Linked DNA regions of Sus scrofa: region 1 is linked to region 2. Evidence: chromatin contacts called from public HiChIP or PLAC-seq data. All regions are on one chromosome and are shown on one strand. Each heading gives the region's core, a stretch centred on a gene start, on an enhancer-like site or on the middle of the called end of the contact. The rest is flanking DNA. Distances are from core to core; before and after follow the strand shown.

What was found. HiChIP or PLAC-seq counts read pairs in DNA pulled down with a chosen protein or histone mark.
Region 1: a contact with region 2 is called in an H3K27ac HiChIP or PLAC-seq map of skeletal muscle. The contact joins two enhancer-like sites. A contact is called at or near these places in 3 of 47 Hi-C or Micro-C datasets (epiblast stem cells and skeletal muscle) and 1 of 2 datasets of contacts at active chromatin or transcription factors (skeletal muscle).

The regions. Positions count from the first base shown.
Region 1 is chr1:208,238,460-208,241,159 of Sscrofa11.1, reverse strand. The region is part of intron 2 of NFIB (nuclear factor 1 B-type); the gene reads right to left. Among named protein-coding and RNA genes, the nearest start is that of NFIB, 57 kb to the right of the region's middle. Within about 2 kb of position 1,274, at least 5 of the 83 cell types and tissues checked have an H3K27ac peak or open chromatin away from gene starts, as enhancers often do. A contact at or near this core is called in skeletal muscle, where this site is marked.
Region 2 is chr1:208,148,666-208,151,365 of Sscrofa11.1, reverse strand. The region is part of intron 1 of LOC100514506 (a long non-coding RNA gene); the gene reads left to right. Among named protein-coding and RNA genes, the nearest start is that of NFIB, 32 kb to the left of the region's middle. Within about 2 kb of position 1,270, at least 36 of the 83 cell types and tissues checked have an H3K27ac peak or open chromatin away from gene starts, as enhancers often do. A contact at or near this core is called in skeletal muscle, where this site is marked.

The DNA of each region.
Region 1 (2,700 bases), core at 25-2,524, 90 kb before region 2:
CAGAGGTCCCCCTCAAAACATGCATAGACAGCAGTCTGGGGCTACCTTGGAGACCTGCCTTCTCAAAAGAACTAGGAACTAAGCCCCCACAGCTGGGTTTGACCTCGCTTTGCCTCTACCTGGGTTCTGAGGAGCTTCTGCTCTGCTTCATCAGAAATGAGCAGAGCTGAGAGCACCTAGAGGAAGGGCCCAACTCCTCACAGAGACTCAATCACTTGTAGAGGTGAGGCAGTTTTGCCAAATGGTAGCACCAGGGGCACGAAAGCCAGGCTGCCCTGCTCCTAAACCTGACTGGGACACCTATTCCTTGTTTGGCCTTGGGCAAGCCAGTTCAACACAGTCTCAGGTTCCTCCCCTGTAAAATGAGAATCAAAGCAAGGTCAAGGCAAATGAGATGATACACACCTACACAACTGAGCAAGTCCAGAACTTGGTGGCCATGAGGTGACTGCTAATGCCTTATCCCAGCTACTGCAAAAGGCTGAGTGACACTGGAGGTGGCCCTTCCACAAACTGGACATTAGACGGCAAATGCTCCAGGGCCAGCAAAAACCTGCAGCCCTAGTGCCCCACTTGGTGTTCAACAAACAAGAAAACCTCGGAAATCTTTCAGCAATAAAGAGATAATTCCAGCAATGACGTCTACAGTGCACCTTCTATGGTGTCCTTGTCTGAATTTATTAATACGTGTAGGCAGAATAATTTGCTGCAGGGCTCAAGAAAGATAAGATTTTTTTTTAAGAGGTGAGGGGTTTTTTTAGAGCATTATATCAGTATCTCCTAGAACTATGTTTTGTTTAAGGCAATTTAGTAAACTGAAAAGTGTGGACTCTTTTTTTTTCCCTTCCATTTACGTTTTTAGTGGTGGTGGCTGTTGTTGTCAAGCATCTTGAGTGCTCTTTTATGGACAGAGTAAGCTGTAAAAGAACCTCTTTGATGACTCATTTTAGAATATAAATTCAGGGGAAGCAAAAGTACCGCTTATCACTACTGAGAACTTTCATTCAGATCTACTTTTACAACTGCTCTGATCTAACAGGGCAATTGATTCCAACATGCAATTTAATCAACAGGCTGTTAAACCTTGGATGCTTATTGGTAAGGGAACAATGCTTTAAGAATTTTGCTAAATAATTTGGCCCTTCCAGTCTAAGAGCTATGCTGGTGAGAATAGGATGGCGTGTAAGTATCTAAGATTATTCTACTCATCTAGGGTATGTAGCCCTGGGCTGCCTTTCCAGATCAGCTCTCTGAGCCAGAGCCCTCTTCAGCCACAAGGCAAGGAGCTGGCATAAAAGTAGCCCATACTTCTTGGATGAAGCTTGATGAGGTCTCACTATTACAGCCCTCGTGAATTCTCTTTCTGTTGCAGCTGCTACCAGCAATATATTTTTTAGGTTGCCCTGGATGTCTTATGGTGAGATTTTGCTGAACATCGAATATGAATTAGGAAACTGCTTTGAGAAATAGTCCCACCATTTCATCTGTTTACTTTTCTACTACACCGTCATTTCCTAAATGCTTTTTTTGGAAAGTTTTACACAATAGCTTCATAAATCAGGTTAGTAAGGATGTCATTCCATTTTAAAGCATGTCACATGGAAAGACTATAACAATAATAGACACAAATGCACCTGTCTACATGCATATTCACACAAACACACACATTTGCTCAACTTGAAACTGAGCCCCGGGACTAACAAACATATCATCCCTGGCTCTTTTCAATATACCTTCTTTCTAGGATCTGCTTTCACTCAGGGGCTCCTACACAATTCCGGTGTTTCCCCAAACCACATTCTAAGGTGCAGGAAATATTAATAAAAGTTCTGTAAGGAGGGAAGGAGAGTTCTATAATCATATTTGTCATTTTGCTGAGGACAAATTTGAACCATGGGCATGCAAGACTGAAGAGAATCACTTAGGTATTGTATGAACCCGGCCAACTATTCAACAGCCACATCTCAAAGTGATTTTGTTGTTCCCTCTCTATTCATTGTTACATAGAAAGCTCATGAAGCGATAACACTGTTTCTTTGTTTAAAAAATAAAAGGCCGCTGAAAGAAAAGCCAATTACTCGTGATGGTGATGGGAGTGAAGAGAAAGTGAAAAGGCTTACAGAAGTGGTGGTTCTTGCCCAAATACAGATACCTGGGGAAGAAATTATATTTCAAAAGGCTATGTGTAAATTTAGATGTAAACTTCATGATCATCTTTGGAAAAATCTCTCATAAATGTCAAGGATCTACCCTATATCAAAATGGTCTAAGTTTGAGGCATCATGGAAATAAACTGGACGTGACCATAAATGGCCCCTGAACAGAATCCTACCTTATATATGATAGAGGAGAAATTACTCACACAAGTGGGGGCTTGCTGCCTTAGGCTCCAGAAAAAAAGGCCCAGGGGCACTGTGATATATTATGATTAGAAGGCTCTTCTGTCTGAATGGAAAGATGGAAACAGGGCGCTTTAGTTGACTGGGGTTGAATTTGAAAACTAGGCATCCAATATCACCTCCAGACAGGTTCACATGGGTTTGAGTTTAGCTTCTGTGGAATGGCTTCTGATGGCAGTTTAAAGGAGGAGGCTCTGAGGGAGCACTCTCATGAACAGGGACAGGACAGAACCACCGGATACTGAGAGGAATCACAAGACACTGGAGTAAGGAAAACAGGTAGGAACAAGTCAAAGTGCAC
Region 2 (2,700 bases), core at 21-2,520:
CTGAACCGGCTGCATCTACAGTTCTGGTGGGGAGGGTTGGGGGTGGGGGTGGGGGTGGGGGAGAGGCACAGGAGGCTGGCACTGAGACCAGCTCCAGCAGGAATTTGCCCCACACCAGGACGGAGGGTCTCCCAGGGAGACAAAACCCAGCTGGAGAAATCTCGGCCTGAGAGCCCCTCGCCCCACTCGGGGGAAACGACCCGCCCGGCACGAAGGATGTGACTCCCGATCCCCACGCCGGGAAACTGGAAGGCATGCGGAATCTCGAGGCTCCAGCAGGGTGGAATCTCAAAGAAAAAAAAAAATCTGGAAAAAAAAAAAGCTAAATTTGAACAAAACTAAACTACAAGCCCTCAGGTCCCCGAGTTGCAAACGAGGTGGGGGAGGAGGGGGCGGGAACGGCCACGGCGCACAGAGTGGGGGGATGTGGAACCAACTCTGAACTCTATCCCCTGCAGAGTCGGTGCCTACGGGGGCTCCAGCAACGCGCGCTCCCACTCTCAAGGTTTGGACTCACAAGGGAGGCCGAAGGTGGGAGGGAGAGGAGAGAAGGATAGATGGAGGTGGCGTGGGGTGGGGGGGTTCTTTTTCTTCCTCCTGCCTGCACCAGCCTAGGGGAACTGGAGGTGGCAAAGCGCGAAGAAAACTTTGGAAAGTTTTGGTAGCACGGTTAGCAGCGGAGACGCAGGGCAACAAGCTGTGCTTGGATGGGCACGGGGGAGCGGGCTGGGTGCTACTGGGAGACCAGGTCCTGAAGCAGTTAAAGATCCAAGTCTCCCAGGTCAGGTCCGCCCCAGCCCCAGAGGCTTCAAGGGGCCAAAGGACTGTGGGGAGTCTGAGGACGTTTCTCTAGGAGACAGACCGGGCGGAGCTGGGAGTTCGGCGGGTTGTATTGGTGCCGAAAACGGTACTCAGCGATGGCTCGGAGCTTCAGCAGTAAAGACTTGTCTGCCAAGGCGGGATTAGATCCGTCGGCTCAAGAGCTCGGTCCCCCACCTTCCCCTACCCAGCGAGGGCCGTGCGGGCGCCAGGGATGCTTGGGGAGCTCTGCTCGGTTTCCAGTCGCGCACCGGGTCTCCGCGCACCACGTGCGCCCAAGGCCTCAGGTGGGCACATTTGGGAGAGTGCGCCGGAAGGGGTGGGAGCCACGGAGCTATGATCAGGCTTCTGCCGACTTCCCAGCCAGATCCTCCTTGCTGGAGGCAGGACACAGTGAGTGGCCCAACCCAACTTCTCCCCGCACCCTGGGAAGGAAGTGTGGTGCGCTCGCTGGAGCGCGAGGCCGCAGCCCGCCCATGCCGCATACGGCCTGGCATTCTGCTTTTCCTCACTGCGCACCAGGGAAAGGCATAATTCAATTATACCATCCAAGTGCAACACAGCCTTTTCCTCTTTTGCTCTGGAGCCTAGGGCGTTTCGAAGAGGAATCTCCCAATTCTCAAATAAATACCTACCGCTCTAAAGCCGAACTGGGTTCTGTACTAACTACTGGGGTTTGGGGGCGGGGGGAACGGGAAGAATCCAAATTGGATATGAATTTACAGCCTGAAGCAGCTTATTTAGGCTCATGGAGTGCCATTCCAAACGACACAGCTCGCGCTATTTCGAGATACGTTGGAGATTGGAGAGAAAACAGGGTTATTTAAAAGTGACTCCCTTAACGCAACTTTCCTTCTCCGGCTCCCTAGGTGACTGCGTCAGGGCTCCAGCTTAAGGCGGTCTGGTCGGCCCAGCCTTTGATATTTAAGCCTGGCCTGCTCCCGGGTGAAACTACCTGTTGGGAGATTCCGCAGCCTAGACGTTTGGCCCTCCTTCCTGCCCACCCCCCCGCCCCCACCCGGTGCAATCCTGGCGGCGACGGAATGGTTCTGGGTTGGCACAAGAAGGGAGAAGACCAAAGAGTCGAGAGTATCGGACAAAGTCAGCTGCGCCTGGCGTTGCCCAGAGAGTTGCCCCCCCCACTCCGCCCCCGGCTTCCGCTTGCTCTTGGGGACAGGGAGGTGGGCCCCAGAACGCTGTGTGGGGCCCCTGGCCGCAGGGGTGGGCACAAACTCCACACGATTCTCTAAATTCGGAAACCACAACGCGTTGCAGTTTGTACTGGCACTTTGGAGCAAGTCTAACTTTAGAAAACAAAAAGCCTCCTAGCTCTTCCTCGCGCCCACCCCCACCTTGCAACGATAACACCCCTCACTTTTCTCTGCACCGAAATTCACTTTACTACCTCTTGAAAATCGGAAAATTCCGCGGCGGCTTGGACGCGCTGCAACGCAGAGGCTGCTTAAAGCTCTTGTAGGAGTTTCTTGAGGGAAATCACTCTGTTCTTGAGAGCAAACAGAATCTCCGTATTTTTACACAACCTAACTGGATGAGGGAGCGGAGCTAGGAAGGACAATTTGAGCCTTTGCAGCCCGTTGGAGGAAATTTCGGAGACTGGGGATAGGGGGTGCTTTTCTCTCACAAGAACCTGTGGGAAGGATAGCTCCGTCTGGCCCTGGGGCTGCAAGTTTCACTTGGGAAGCACACAGCCCGGGTCTGGTGCGCGTTGAATAACATTCTTTCCAGCAAACTCTGCAGCAAATCCCGCCCTGACATTAAATTGGGGTAGATGTGGCGATGCAGGCTGGGCTGAGCCGTGAAATTTCCCCCCAGACGGGGAAGGCTCTCCTCGCGTCGTGTCTCCGATGCGGGTTTCTGCTT